Linked DNA regions of Sus scrofa: all the other regions are linked to region 1. A link is a contact called in public HiChIP or PLAC-seq data. All regions are on one chromosome and are shown on one strand. Each heading gives the region's core, a stretch centred on a gene start, on an enhancer-like site or on the middle of the called end of the contact. The rest is flanking DNA. Distances are from core to core; before and after follow the strand shown.

Region 1 (5,167 bases), core at 1,153-3,652:
AAAAAAAAAAAAGTCTGCAAATAGGACAAAAATTGATTTTAGATTACTGTCAATATCAGAAATCTAAATCAATGCATAAGACACAGAAGCAGAGGTACTGGGGTAGATGTTCAAGATCATGTAGGAAATTCACTTTGAAATGCACCCAATAAGATAGATGTACATATGAGTAGATAGATATATGATAAAACAAGTATACTGAAATGATAACAAGAGCATCTTGGCGTATTAAGTATAGAGATGTTCACTATAAAATCCTTTCAACTTTTATGTTTGGTATTTTTCATAACAAAATGTTAGCAGGAAAATCAAGCAGAACAGTATCAAGTCTATAGTGATTAGTCCCATATCAGTATGATTCTAGGCCTAAACTGAAGATATAGAAAACACATCTTGCACTCCAAGGAGAGTGAAGACTGGCAAAACCTGTTCTTCCATCCAGACGTATAACAAATATTTCTTGAGTTCCCATTTCATAGCATCTACTGTATTAAGATCAAGGAGTTAGAAATTGGATATGACCTACAGAGTGACAGGTTGAGGTTAAAAGGTGACCATCCTAGTTTGGGAATTTGAGAAAAGAAATGACAGGTAAAATGGTTATTCCACTGACTTAATATGCTTCTATTTGGTTATTAGTGCACTAAGCACCATTTTATATGTAGAAATAAAGCTGATTTCTTACTGGGATATCTGAGTAGATGATGGGATCCTTCAAGGAGACAGACAATGCACACAAAAAATATATGTGGTGGGTGATAACTTTTGAATTGGCTTTTGAAATATTAAAGTTTAGGTGTTTATCTTACATCTAAATAGAGATGTCCACAACAGGTCGGGAAAAATCTGAACACTGGGAAAAGATTGGGAGTTATCACCAGAGGAGTGGTCAAGACCCTGGGTAAGATCACCTGGAGACTGTACTGTAAGAAGAAATTATTCTTTCATTCTCTTACCCATTCACCAAACTACCACTGAATGTTACTAGAACCACAAATAAAAAAAAAAATGACAGAATGTTCTCCAGGAGTTCATAACTGACAAATTCAATGACTTATTTGAAATCCTGAATGTGTCAAACTTACTTCTATACAGCCTTATTTAGTTGGCTATTCTTTAATTAATAAGCTCTCCTCCAGTGATATTCCGATCTCTATTTCCTTCACTCCGGTTTTCTGACTGTACATTTTTGGTCTCTTACTGAGACTAAGAATTTGACATTTGCCGGGTTTCATTCTTGATCTTTAAACTTTCATCTATAACTCCAATTTTCCCGGTTAGTCTTCATGTCAAACTGACTAATGTTTAACAGTAAAAAACTAAAAATTGTGTCGACAGCACAATATAGGCAATACTTTCCACCGTGGAGATATACTGACCAAGGTTCTACTAGCTTATCAGAATCTTAATTGTTTCACTCTTTCTGAGCCTATTTTCTCATGTCCTGAAATGGCAACAAAAACATTTAATCTCCAAGGCTCTTATTAACGATTATAAAACACAGTGTGCAGCACTCGACATGTACAATTAATACATCCATAAATTCAGATGAACGATAAATTATGCCAAATTATACTTATCTACCTTACCTAATATTAACTTCTGTTCGTGAGCCTATATAATGTTATTCGGGTTACATGCGCTGGCTCGCTGTGTATTTTCTTTACAATCTCTCAGAGCATAAGGGGTTGGCTCATAGTAACAGTAGCAACTGCTTCCTTCCAAACACACTGAGGGAATATATTTCCCAAGGCTTTTTATAGAGACAGTTCAGTATAGCTTGGGGGTGAAACGGACAATTAAGCTTCGTCACAAAAACTAAATCCAATACTACCCTCGTCCGTCTGCAGGTCTCAGACAAAAAAGAGCAGGGCCACAACATAGTTCATGAAGAATTGGAACCGAAGCTTTTATCTTTCCCGCTGGTTCCTGAAGGACCAACCACACTGATATTCCATCATGCTCCGCGCCACTTCCGTTCGCGCGTTCTGATTACGTCAACTCCTCAGCTCTCGCGGTATCAGCCGGTTTCTGAGGCCTGTTAACAAAAATCTCGCGAAATTTGTCCTAGAGGTCCAAGCTAGACTCTCACCCTCCCCCACTCCACCCCAACCTGTCCTTCTTTGCTCTGTCACCAAATTCTCCCCTCCCCTCCCTGGAGCTCACGGCCCTCCTCCGGTTCCCGATTTCAGGCCGGAACCGGAAGTTTGGTGGGCGGGGCCCGGCAGCGGAAAACGCAGCGGAGCCGGAGCCCGGACTCCGCTGTGGCCGCTGCCCCTGTCCCCGCCACGGATCGCCGTGGCTCCAGGTTGAAGGTCGGTCCGGAGGCGGGTGGGCGCGGGTCTCCCCCGGACTGTCCGGGCGGCAGCCTTCCCGGGCCCCCCGGGCTCCGCGAGGGATCATGTCTACAGCCTCTGCCGCTTCCTCCTCCTCTTCGTCTTCCGCCGGTGAGATGATCGAAGCCCCCTCCCAAGTCCTCAACTTTGAAGAGATCGACTACAAGGAGATCGAGGTGGAGGAGGTGAGCGAGGCCAGTCACTGAAGCGCTGGCCCGAGCCGGGGACCTCTTCTGCCTGGTCCCAGCTCTTAAGGCGCCTCCCTGACCCTTCTGTTTCGCGGGGTCCACCAGGAAGCCCCCACACCCCACAAAGATCGGGTGTAGAGCAGACTCCCTGCGTTTAGCTGCTCTGGGTTATCTCCCATTTTTCCTCCTTTCGGCACTCTTGTTTGGATTTGATATTCCGGTGCCTGGATTTGGTTCATCTCAAAGAGAAGGATGAACTGAGATCGTGAGATCTGGTGAGGTCTTGTGGTCCACCAGATCTCAAGTCTGTAAGTAGTAAATCAAAGACCATGGCCGTTTTGGAGTTTTAGTTCTCTAAGACAAAGTGTTCTTAAGAGCCAAGGATTGTATTATCTTCGACATCAAGTTCAGTGCCTAGTACGCAGTGAATGCTCAGTGTGTGTTTGGTAAATTAATACATCATCATGTCTAATGCAGTGTTTCCCCGAGTACCGGATGGTTCTGTTTCTCCGATTCTATAGAGCAGCCGTTGTAATATTAAATGTTATTCCATCAATTCGACTAATATAGATTAATTTCATCTTTAGTAATATAGACTGGTATATTATGAAAAAATATTTCAAGTAGATATTCTGAAGAAATAACTAATTTCGGTGACAGCCAGAATTATTTTAGAGCAAGGTAATAATATGCCTTTAATACACTGCCTCTTTTCAAATTCACAGAGATTGGTTGCAAGGACCATAAAATTTGGAAAAGTAAAATCTGTGTATGTATTTTAAAGACACATTTTAGAAAGTGTTAAAACTTTGGTTGAAAATTATATCTATTATTTACCATATATTTCATACTAAAAAATACCATATGGCAAAAAAAAAATTTACTAAGCACTTTGCATTACATAGGCCATAGAGAACTCTGTGTCCTAAAATTACAAACTCTCAAAGAGTTTTAATCTCTACTTTAAAAGTCCAAATTATTTTTAGGTAGTGGCAAGCTAAAAGTAGTTATCCTTCAACAAATACATTTTTGTATGTATGTTTTGGACAAATAATGGATTACTTAATCATAGTTTTTACTTGCATAAGATAATCTTAAAGATTACTGAAAAGAACCTCATTTTACAAGGTGGTATAAAATGGCCTTTGGAGTTAGATGAAGTGTGTAGTATATCAGCTATGTCACTTAATAGCTCTTTGATTGGAGCAGGTTTCCTGACCTTTTTGAGCTTTAGTTTCCTTAATTGTAAAATAGGGGTAATAATTTCTGTTTCATTTTATCTACATAACAGATCTTATTAGGCAACACATGCAAAGCACCCAGCACAGTGCCTGATACACATTACTGGGAAACTGAGTTTCACAGCAGAATAGTGACCTTCTTTAAGGTCACATTACTAAAAGAAGGACCCATATTTTGGAAAGGGGGTGGTGGGATTTGTGTGTGTTTTCTATTGAGGCTATGATAAAGTCCTTTTTCAGAATTGGATAGTTAATCCAGCTTTCATGGCTAACATTCTTTCTTTTTTAAGAATAAAAATTCAGTGAGTCAGTATAAAAGAATTGCAGTTTTTAAATAAGCATTTACGTCTACTCTGTGGCAAACTGCTATGCTTGTAGACTACAAATTGTTTTATAATAATAACTTTTACTTCATGGTCTACCAAATGTTCTTACAGACTTACATCATTTGGTTTTTACAACCTTAGTTTTCACACACTGCTTTCTAAAGCATTTTATATTCCTGGTTGTTACTAAATCGTCATTTATCATTTTGTGACTCTTCCCCCAGAAACATTTAACTTCTAATTGGGGTTCTGTTTCCAAAGATCTTTCCTCCAGTTTAGATGATGTTTTGACCTTTCTTTGTTATATTTAGGACAGTCCTGAGGAATAAAATTTTGTTTTTAGATGAAATTTTCTAATGTTAGGCAGTCATTTAATTTTGTCCTTTTCATTTTTTATTGCCCAGTTTATTTTCATATTAAAGTTTGAATTTAGACCTTTCTAATGTTAAAACCATTACATAATTCTCATCATATCCTTTATTTTCACATATTAAAATAATGTGTTATATAATCTAGGGTGCACCATGAGCACTCAATAAATATTTTTCAACTTAGATTCTACTTCTAGCTTAAAATCATGAATAAGAGAACTGAGAAAGATGACTAGAAACAAAAAGTATTTTACATTGCTTTCAATATTTTATATGGTACCAGTATATTGCCTATAAATAAAATCATATTCTGTTTCTCAAATAACAATGTAATTAATCAAATCAGCATTATATTGGTTCAGTTAGAAACTATGTAAGAAAAATACTCTAACTGCAGACCAAATATACAGTCATTTAGTAGATGCATATTTTTAAGGCATCAGCTGATTTTAATCCTTACATTTCTGATATCGTGACTCAGTAATATCATCATGGAACTTCCTAAATTCAGTTCTGATGTCAAATTATGTAATATCTCAGCATCAGAAACCTATGTAGGCACTTTTTTAAAAAGTCATTTAGCTTTTATCATTCTGGATCTGAGTGCAGAGAATGTTAGAATAAATTGTGAGGTATGTCCATTGAGGACAAGGTTGCCAGAAATGGTAAAGGCAGTGGGGTGTGGTAAAAAGTGTACTGGGCTGG
Region 2 (5,167 bases), core at 1,593-4,092, 730 kb after region 1:
TGAGTTCAGGGACCATTTACTAGGTGTTAAGTCTTTTTTTTTTTTTTTTCTGTCTTTTCTATGGCCGCACCCATGGCATATGGAGGTTCCCAGGCTAAGGGTCCAATCGGAGCTTCGGCTACGGCTCAGTTGCGCCAGAGCCACAGCAACGTGGGATCCAAGCCATAGCCGTGATCTACGCCACAGATCATGGCAACGCCAGATCCCTAGCTCATGGAGTGAGGCCAGGGATCGAACCCACAACTTCGTGGTTCTTAGATTTGTTAATCACCGAGCCATGATAGGAACTCCAAGTTTTTATGTCTTGACCATCAAGACAGGCCTGGAAGAAATATGACCAAGAAATCTCCCCTGCCTTCAGGGATTCTATCTGGCAAGTCATGCATAGAAGGCAGATCTAAATGAATTTAGCCGAGCCTCCTGCAGCATCCTCTTCAGTTGAGGGAGATTTGTGCTTAAGGAGCAGCTGAAGGGGTGGGTTACAAGAGCTCTAATGTCCCTTCCAACTGAAAGGGTGGGTTATAAGAGCTCTAAGGTCCCGTCCAACTTTCTGTAAGTCTGTCCAGATCCACTGTGTGGTAAGAAGTTGTGTTAGACCTGGATTCCAATCTATTTCTCTTTTAACCTGCTCTTTTTCCATCTTGAGCTGGTTCACCCTGCCTTAGGTAACCTGGTGATTCCCTGCTCCCATGAGACCATTGTAGTGATGCTGAACTTAGTGCAGACCGGCACCCAGTTGGCATAGTGCACTGCAGCCAGTAACTCCTGACTCAAGCGACCCTCTTGCTTCTCAGCCTCTTGAGTACCTGGGATTGTAGGCATGTGCCACTTCATCTGGCTTCACAGATTGGTAGGAAAATACAATTTATGTGGAATAGTCAAAAGAGGCAGAAAAGTGAGTGTCAGAGATTTTTCGCTTGAGAAGATAAATGGCTTTCACTCTAAACATGAATAGTGTTCTGTGCACTAATAGAAGTGTTTCTCTCTCTCTCTCTGTCTTTTTTTTTTTTTTTTTGCTTTTTAGGGCCATACCTGTGCCACATGGAGGGTCCCAGGCTAGAGGTCTAATCGGAGCTACAGCTGCCAGCCTATGTCACAGCCACGCCAGAGCCGAGCCGCATCTGTGACCTACACCATAGCCCACAGCAACACCAGATCCCCAACCCACCGATCCAGGCCAGGGATCGAAACTGCAACTTGATGGTTCCTAGTTGGATTGTTTCAGCTTTGCCACGATGGGAACTTCTAGAAGTGTCTCATATCCATTTCATTATTAGGCATCCTCAACAAAGAAAGTACACTAGCTTTATTGGAAGTATGATCTCTAGTCTGGTCTTTGGATGAAGGAATAAGAAATTGGGAGTCCTCACTGTAGCTTAGTGGAAACCAACACAACCAGTATCTATGAGGACTTGGGTTTGACCCTGGCCCTGCTCAGTGGGTTAAAGGATCTGGCATTCCCCTGAGCTGTGGTGTAGGTCACAGACAAAGAGGGTAGCTGGTTTTGCTCTGGCTGTAGTGTTGGCTGGCACCTATAGCTCCAGTTCAACCCCTAGCCCGGGAACTTCCATATGCTGCAGGTATGGCCCTAAAAAACAAAAATAAATAAATAAAAAAGAAAGAAAAGAAGAAATGAAGGCTTGGGGAAAACTATAATATGTGTGAGTTTTTCTAAAAGAGAAGGAACAAAAAAATGAGCCCAGTTTGGTGGAACTAGATAGAATGTACAACAGAGTTTAAGTTCACCATCATACATGGTAATCAGGAACCTATGCTCTACGTTGTTTGAAGATTGGGACTGTGGCCTCACTGGGTGCTTTAATTGCCTATTTGTACTTGAGTGTGGCACTGTTTGACAAGATGTGCTGACTATTCTCTACTTATCCTATAGGATTGATGTGTGAGTAACTTGAACTTCATTTCTCTCAAGTCTTTGTGGTGGAATGCTTATGGATTCTGTTTGAAAAATCATTAACATGATGGATTAGTTACTTCTGGTTTCCCATTTGCTTCAAATTTTATGGCCTTTTTTTTTTCCGTTTTTTGTCTTTTTAGGGCCATACCCTTGGCATATGGAGGTTCCCAGGCTAGGGGTCTAATCGGAGCTGTAGCCACAAGCCTACGCTACAGCCACAGCAACAACAGGATCTGAGCCATGTCTGTGACCTACACTGCAACTTCATGGTTCCTAGTGGGATTCATTAGCCACTGAGCCACGATGGGAACTCCAATATACCGTAATATATTTAGATAGGATGCAGTCATTCAAATCAATAGATAAATGTAGGAATTCCTTTTTTTTTTTTTTTTTTTTTTTTTTCAGTCTTCCTAGGGCAGCACTTGTGGTACATGGACGTTCCCAGGCTAAGGGTCAGAATGGAGCTGCGCCTGCTGGCCTATGCCACAACCACAGCAGTGCCAGATCCAAGCCATGTCTGTGACCTACACCACAGCTCACAGCAACGCCAGAACCTTAACCCACTGAGCGAGTCCAGGGATTGAACCTGCATCTTCGCATCTTCATGGGTTTTAATTGGGATTGTTAGCACTGAGCCACAATGGGAACTTCATCAATGATGGCAGATCTTGTGATGGCTGCCTTTCATTAATGATGAGAACTACTGCAGCAGCTTCTCTTGTATTTTATTGACTCTGTCTCCACTCAGCCGTTAGGTGTTACTCCCATTTTACAGATGAGGAAACTGAGGCTCAGAGATGTTAAATAATGCCAAAGGTCCTTTTGCTAGAAAGTGGTAGAGTTGGAATTCAGTATTCGGTTGACTGCCTCCAAAGCCCATGCTTCCTTTTTTCTAGTTTGTCATGCTGCCCACTCATCCTGGCTGAGCCATTCATGTATTTGCTGACTGACTTAAAAAAACTTGACCTGAACAGCATGCTATAGCTAAGGATTATTTATACTCCCAAGAGGGAAAGAATACAGCAGTCCCCCTTTATCCATGGTTTCGTTTCCTGTGGTTGCAATTAACTGAAGTCTGCTATGTCCAAAAAATTAAATGGAAAATTCTGGAAATAAACATATAAGTTTTAGATTGCCTGCTGTTCTGAGTAGTGCGATGAAGCCTTGTGCCATCCTGCCCGGGATATGAGTCATCTCTCTCTCTGGTGTATCCACTCTGTATTGCTACCCACCTCTTAGTCACTTAGTGGTCATTGGAGTTGCAATATTGCAATGCTTGTTGACAAGTAACCTTTATTTTACTTAGTAATGACTCCCAAGTGCAAGAGTAGTGATGCTGGCAATTCAGATATTCTGTGTATTTATAAATTAAACTTTATCATAAGCAGGTATGTATAGGAAAAAAGTGTATATAGGGTTCGGTACTATCAGTGGTTACAGGCATCCACTGAAGATCTTCAAACACATTTTCTGTGGGTAAGGGGGGACTTAATATAGTTCATTTGGGCTGTACTGGGTTAATTTCTTGGCTTCAGTTTTGCATTTGCTGCCAGTTTGTCCTGGACATGTGGATCCACATCATTGATGTCTTTGATTGGAAAGAGCAATAATGGGTAGGCATAGTTTCTGTCTTTGTGGTCAGTAGAAGGTAAAGTGCTGTGGTAGGGCATGTTCCATGTGTGGGGGGTCTTGTGTATATGGCCAGTCATGCTGAAATCAGGCTGGCATAGAACGAGGGACCAAAAGTTGTTATGCTCTAGAGTTCTCTAATGGCACAGCGGGTTAAGGATCCTATGTCGTCACTGCAGTTCCATCCCTGGCCTAGGAACTTCCACATGCCAAGGATGTGGCGAAAAAAAAGTAGTTTTGCTTTTTTACACCTCTGCTTCAAAACTGTGTTCAGGAATGCTATAAAGGTGACACTCTTTAATTTTAGACTCTTCCCCCAGAATTATTATTATTTTGCTTTTTAGGGCTGCACTCACGTGGCATATGGAGGTTCTCAGGCTAGGGGTCCAGTCGGAGCTACAGCTGCCAGACTACACCACAGCCACAGCAACACGGGATCCAAACTGCGTATGCAACCTACGCCATAGCTCACGGCAACACTGGATCCTTAACCCACTGAGTGAGGCCAGGGATCGAACCCGCAACCTAATTGTTCCTAGTCGGATTTGTGTCCACTGCGCCATGACGGGAACTTCTGCCCCCAGGAGTTACTATTTTTGGCCTCACATATAGCATGTGGAAGTTTCTGGGCCAAGGATCAAATCCGTGCCATAGTGGATCACAACACCGGATCTTTAACCCACTGTGCCACCAGGGAACTCCTTCCTTATTCTGACAGCATCCTTCTGAGGAAAAGAACATTCTCTTTTCTTTAAATTACGGAAGTAATATATTTAAATAAAACTTAACAATACAGAATTGTAAAAAACAGAAGTCCTCTCCACCCTGAAATCCTACTCCAGAGATAACTGCTGTTAGTAGTTTGGTTCATTTCCTTCCGTATTTCTTTTGTGTTTTTGCTTTTTTAGGGCCATACTCATGGCACATGGAAGTTCCAGGCTAGGGGTCGAACTGGAGCTACAGCTTCTAGCCTATACCACAGCCATATGGGACCTGAGCCGTGTCTGCAACCTGTGCCACAGCCTGTGGCAGTGCTGGATCCCCGACCCACTGATCGAGGCCAGGGACCAGACCCACATCCTAATGGATACTAGTTGGCCAAATCTCTCTTCTTTTTCTCTTACACCCACCAGAGAGTCTGCACACTAATATATTTATATGCATATATTTAAAAAATAGCTTTATTGAGATATAGTTCATAAGTATACAATTCGGTGGTTTTTTAATATATTCACAGATATGCAACCATCACTACTGCAAATTTTAGAACACTTGTGTACATACTTTTGAAATAAAGTTTGGAGTTTCGTGGTGGCTCAGCAGGTTAAGGATCCGGTGTTGTCACTGCTGTGGCTCTGGTTACAGCTGTGGCGAACATTTGATCCATAACCCAGGATCTTTTGCATGCCATGGATGGGGCCAAAAATTTTACATATTATAATTTTTAACTTGTGTCTTGTTTTTTAGATTTAGTCACATGTGGATGTCTTTGTGTGTAAGTAAATAAAGTTATTTTAATAGTTGTATAGGAGTTTCTGTTGTGGCTCAGCAGGTTAAGAATCCGACTAATATCCACGACAATGCAGGTTTGATCCCTGGCCTTGCTCAATGGGTTAAGGA
Region 3 (5,167 bases), core at 922-3,421, 710 kb after region 1:
CCTCTGACACAACCCCTAGCCTGGGAACTTCCATATGCTGCACCTGTGGCCAAAAAAAAGACACAATTGCTATAGCATTCTTGAAATCACAACGACCAATGATTCTCTTGAAAGGAGAGGAAGAAGAGGAGGAAAAATCATGTATCAGAATCTCTTGAGAAAAGGACTTTTTCACACTTGCTCTCACCTTTCCCCAAATGAGGATCTCAATATACAATGAGAGTAGCTACAGACAAGAGTGTTGAACCTATGAAAAGTCTAGAGGCAAAATTTTTAAAGTTGAGAAACATGATTAAAGAAAAGAGCTGCATGCTTGTTCATAATCTTTTTTTTTTTTCTGTCTTTTTTTAGGGCCGCACCAACGGCACGTGGAGGTTCCCAGGCTAGGGGTCCAATCGGAGCTGTAGCCGCCCGCCCACGCCAGAGCCACAGCAACTCCAGATCCAGCCGCATCTGCGACTTACACTACAGCTCACAGCAATGCGGAATCTGTAACCCAGAGAGAGGCCAAGGATCCAACCGAAACCTCACGGTTCCTAGTCAGATTCGCTTCCACTGCGCCACGACGAGAACTCCTCCTTCATAATCTTTTGAGGAAGAATCCCAAAGGATTCGGATGTGTGAAAACTAAGCAGATGAGAGAAGGGTCATTGGGAGTTCCCGTCCTGGCGCAGTGGTTAACGAATCCGACTAGGAACCATGAGGTTGTGGGTTCGATCCCTGGCCTCACTCAGTGGGTTAAGGATCTGGCATTGCCGTGAGCTGTGGTGTAGGCCACAGATGTGGCTCGGATCCCTGCTGCTGTGGCGTAGGCCGGTGGCTACAGCTCCGATTAGACCCCTAGCCTGGGAACCTCCATATGCTGCGGGAGAGGCCCTAGAAAAAGCAAAAAGACAAAAAAAAAAAAAAAAAGATTCTGATATAAGTTTCCTTAAAAAAAAATTGAGGGAATGAAACGAACATTTGTATAGAAAAACAAAAACATTTGTAGAGTCAGGGAAGAGGGTATTTTTAGGTTCATGTGAAAGGCTTAATCTAATACAGTGAGATCCCTAAAGAGATGTAAGGGTAAAAGAATTAAAAAAGCCATATATATACTGTACATTATGTACCGATCTAATACTCTAAATACAATATTAATTTACTTTAAATCTTGACAAAAGTCCTACAAGGTACATACCATTATTTTTCCCAATTTACTGATGAGGAAACGGATAAGAAAAAAAGACTTGCCCCACGGTCAAACATCTGGTAAAAGGATAGGATCCCAGCTGTCTCTAAAGCATGATGACAAAATCAAGAATATCACATTAGAAAAAAGAGTGTAAATTTTTTTAAGGGACGAGCTCTTGTAAAATGGCAAGAAACGTATTAGATAATTGGGAATGGGAGGATTTTCTCCCAGAAGGCCTCTGTCCGCCCCCTAATCAAAGAGGGCTTAAGTGAGATGGGGGAAGGGTCTTGAAGAGAGGCAAAAGGTTTGGAGCTGGAGCTGTGGAGAATGGGAAAGACCAGGGAAGAGCTACCTTGACGCCTGAAGCACAAATCCTGAAACTCTGAGAATTCCATGTTCACATTTGATTTAGGGCCTATTATGTGTTAGGCATGGTTCTAGTGCTGTAGAGATTAAGATAAACAACTTTTCTGGGCGTAACTATCTCAGAAACAACCCGCATCAGTGATCACCAGACCCAGGGAAAACCATTCCTCCAAAGAACCCCAAAAGCTTTTAAAGAATACCTTCCCAGGAGAAGGTAACTGGGGGGAGGGGCAGGAAGCGAAGTCGAAAGGACAATTCCTACCTGCGCTCTCCCTCGCCCCCTCCCCCTTCCAGATCCTCTCGAGGGACCACAGAGGTATTGGGGGGCGAGCCCAGAAGCTACCTCCGAAGGCGGTGGGAACGCGGCTACCTGGGGGCCCCAGACAGCAGGCGCGCCCTCCCTCCACCAACTCCGCGCTCCCTTCGACTCCTTGCTTCCCGGATGCCGCCGGCCTCCGCTGGCCTCCACGCAGACCACTACTGTGCGATGCAACGTCTTCTCCAGCAGCTCGGGACAGAACCGACCCCTACATCAACTTACCCGCCCCGCCTGGCCCAAAGCGGCCGGGATCCTTTCTGGACACCAAGGTCTCCCTCTCATCTCCACCAATGCCAGGGCGCTATCAGCACGCGGAGGCGGGACAGAGCGACCATGGCCAATCAGATCAGACGCAAAGCACGTCCCGGCGCACATTACTAGTTCCCGCCTTTGGGAGGGATTAAAAAAAACACGATTGGCGCCAAACTCTCACAGTCTTCTAGGGAGTTTAAAGAAAAGGGGCGGGGCCTGAGCTGGCGGGCCGAAGGGGCGAGGTCTCACTACGGAAGGGGCAGGACCTTGGCTGAGGTAGGGGCGGGGTCCGGAAGAAGCCTTTTCACGACAGGAAAAGTAAGCTCTGAGAAGAGCCTGTCACTTATTTAGCTATTAATTCTATTGACTGTCAACCGCGTGCTAGGCTGGTGCTGGGCGCTGTCTCTATAACGATGAGCAAGCACTGTTTACTGAATGATGAGCAATTTATTTCAAGGAGTTAGGAGCTTCGAGGAGGGGATACCAGTCCAGTGGGGTGGGAGGGAGAGGAGTGCTTTTTTAGAGGTAAAAGACCTGAATTGTCTTTTAGTAAGCACCTGGGGGAATCTGAGGTGCGGGTAGGGTCTAGCCTCTGGAGGCGGAGCCTGCGCGATTGATTGGTGGGGAAATAAAGCCAAGCCAACTTCCGCCGCTACCTCATCTAGGGATGTGGTTTTGATTCCTAGTCTTTTACTTATGTTTGTCCATTTTAACAACTTGCAACTGGCATAACATAACAAGTTATATTTTTCAGAAAGGGTCCCGTTTGGGAAAATATGTTCTGGAAGAATACTGGTTTCCTAGATTCTCCTCCAACCACCTTTGCTTCTGAAGAGAAGTTAGCTAGCCAGAAGCATTCCAGGTAGTGGAAACTGAGAAAGGGTAGAAGGTGTGCAATCAGCAGGCATTCATAGTTGCTGGAGCATAAAGTGTGAGATGAGGCTGGAGAGGGAGTCAGAAGCCAGACCTTGAAGGGCCACATATATGTCATAGAGCCTGGAATTCACCTTTAGATGACGAGGTATGGGGGAACACCGAAGGATTTTTAAGTTTGGGGTGGTCATAATCTGATTTACATTAGTAAGATCTGTTGGCCTTGAGAAGGAGGGTTTTGAGATGGTATTGCAGGGACCCAGGCTAGATAAGAAGAGGACCTAAGGGAGATGGCAAGTAGACAAGGGGACTGATTTTAGAATATTTAGGAGGTAAAATTGACAAAACTTAGCAGTTGATTGAATCCTGTTTTTCAGTATGAGTGCTTAATGATAGAATTCATCAAAAAAATATTTGTTGGGGGTATTCCCATTATGGCTCAACTGTAACGAATCTGACAAGTATCTGTGAGGATGCAGGTTCTATCCCTGGCCTCTCTCAGTGGGTTAAGGATCCAGCGTTGCCATGAGCTGTGGTGTAGATCACAGAGGAGCCTCAAATCTGGCATGGCTGTGGCTGTGGCGTAGGCTGGCAGCTTCAGCTCTGATTTGAACCTTAGCCTGGGAAACTTCAATATGCCAAAGGTGCAGCCCTAAAAAGACAAAATATGTGTATGTGTGTATACACACACACCTATATATATATGTATATATATGTAGAGAGAGGGAGAGAATCCCTGGCCTTGCTTAGTGGGTTAAGGATCTGGCACTGCCATGAACTGTGGTGTGGGTCGAAGACTCAGCTCAGATCCCCAGTTGCTGCGGCTGTGGTGTAGGCCAGCAGCTGCAGCTTACATTCGACCCCTAGCCTGAGAACCTCCATATGCTGTGGGTGTGGCCCTAAAAAGACAAATATATATATATTTATTGAGGAGTTCCCTGGTGGCTCGGGGAGTTAAGGATCTGGCATTGTCTCTGCTGTGACACAGATCCCATCCCTGGCCCAGGAACTTCTTTATGCCCTGGGCAGAGCCAAAAACAAACAAACAAACATGGAGTTTCCTTGTGGTTCAGTGTTGTCACTGCTGTGGCTTTAATTACAGCTATGGCATGGGTTTGATCCTGGCCCAGGAACTTCTCCATGTCTCAGGCATGAGCAAAAAAAAGGAAAAAGGAGTTCCTGTCATGGCTCAGCAGTAATGAATCCGACTAGTATCCAAAGGACCTTTGACTTTGTAAGAGTGGCAAATTATGAGAAAGCAAATATATGGGAAAACAAATGGTAAATAAGGGCTATTTTTGGAAGTTCCCATGGTGGCTCAGCGGTTGACAAACCCAGCTAATATCCATGAGGACTCTGGTTCAATCCCTGGCCTCGATCATTCGGTTAAGGATCCGATCCAGCGTTGCCATGAGCTGTGGTATATGTTGCAGACATGGCTTGGATCCCGAGTTGCTGTGGCTGTGGTGTAGGCCAGGGGCTACAGCTCTGATTCGACCCCTAGACTGGGAACTTCCATGTGCTGTGCATGCAGCCCTAAAAAAATTTAAAAAGGCTACTTTTAGTAGTATTTGTTACATAGTTTTCTCTGATGATGTCTCTGGGCTGATAAGAGTCTAGAGTTATCCCCAGTGATTAGCTTCTGTCTTTCCTGTTACAGATGGAAGAGGGGACACTTTTATAATGTCCTGCTGTTAGGGAGACAGGGGGAGGGCAGAGAGCTTTTGTACATGCATACCTTGTTTTATTGTGCTTCACTTTATTGCATTTCACATATACTGTGCATTTTTACAAATTAAAGATTGGTAGCAACCCTGCATTGAGCAAATTTGTCAGCACCATGTTTTCCAACAGCTTTGCTCACTTAGTATCTCTGTCACATTTTGGTAATTCTCACAATATTTAAAATTTTTCATTATTTTATATATATATATATTTTTTTCTGTTTTTAGGGCCACATCTATGGCATATGGAAGTTTCCAGGCTAGCTGCTGAATCAGAGCTATAGCTGCCAGCATACAGCCACAGCAATGCAGAATCTGAGCCTCGTCTGTGACCTACACCATAGCTCATGGCAATGCTGCATCCTTAACCCACTGGGCGAGTCCAGGGATTGAACCGTATCATCATAGATACTAGTCAGATTTGTTTGCACTGTGCCACAGAGGGAACTCCCAGTATTA

The links. HiChIP or PLAC-seq counts read pairs in DNA pulled down with a chosen protein or histone mark.
Region 2: an H3K27ac HiChIP or PLAC-seq map of alveolar macrophages shows a contact between it and region 1. The contact joins the enhancer-like site here to the promoter of MAP3K7 in region 1. A contact is called at or near these places in 1 of 5 promoter capture datasets (liver), 10 of 47 Hi-C or Micro-C datasets (alveolar macrophages, blood, liver and 4 more) and 1 of 2 datasets of contacts at active chromatin or transcription factors (alveolar macrophages).
Region 3: an H3K27ac HiChIP or PLAC-seq map of alveolar macrophages shows a contact between it and region 1. The contact joins the promoter of CASP8AP2 here to the promoter of MAP3K7 in region 1. A contact is called at or near these places in 2 of 5 promoter capture datasets (fetal liver and liver), 12 of 47 Hi-C or Micro-C datasets (alveolar macrophages, blood, heart right ventricle and 5 more) and 1 of 2 datasets of contacts at active chromatin or transcription factors (alveolar macrophages).

The regions. Positions count from the first base shown.
Region 1 is chr1:58,544,910-58,550,076 of Sscrofa11.1, reverse strand. MAP3K7 (mitogen-activated protein kinase kinase kinase 7) reads left to right here and starts at 2,402. Exons shown (of 17, transcript NM_001114280.1): 1 at 2,402-2,521. The coding sequence starts at 2,402.
Region 2 is chr1:57,814,971-57,820,137 of Sscrofa11.1, reverse strand. The region is part of intron 2 of MDN1 (midasin); the gene reads left to right. Among named protein-coding and RNA genes, the nearest start is that of MDN1, 8.8 kb to the left of the region's middle. Within about 2 kb of position 2,842, at least 8 of the 83 cell types and tissues checked have an H3K27ac peak or open chromatin away from gene starts, as enhancers often do. A contact at or near this core is called in alveolar macrophages, where this site is marked.
Region 3 is chr1:57,831,255-57,836,421 of Sscrofa11.1, reverse strand. It overlaps CASP8AP2 (CASP8-associated protein 2), which reads right to left and starts at 2,171. Exons shown (of 11, transcript XM_005659298.3): 1 at 2,082-2,171.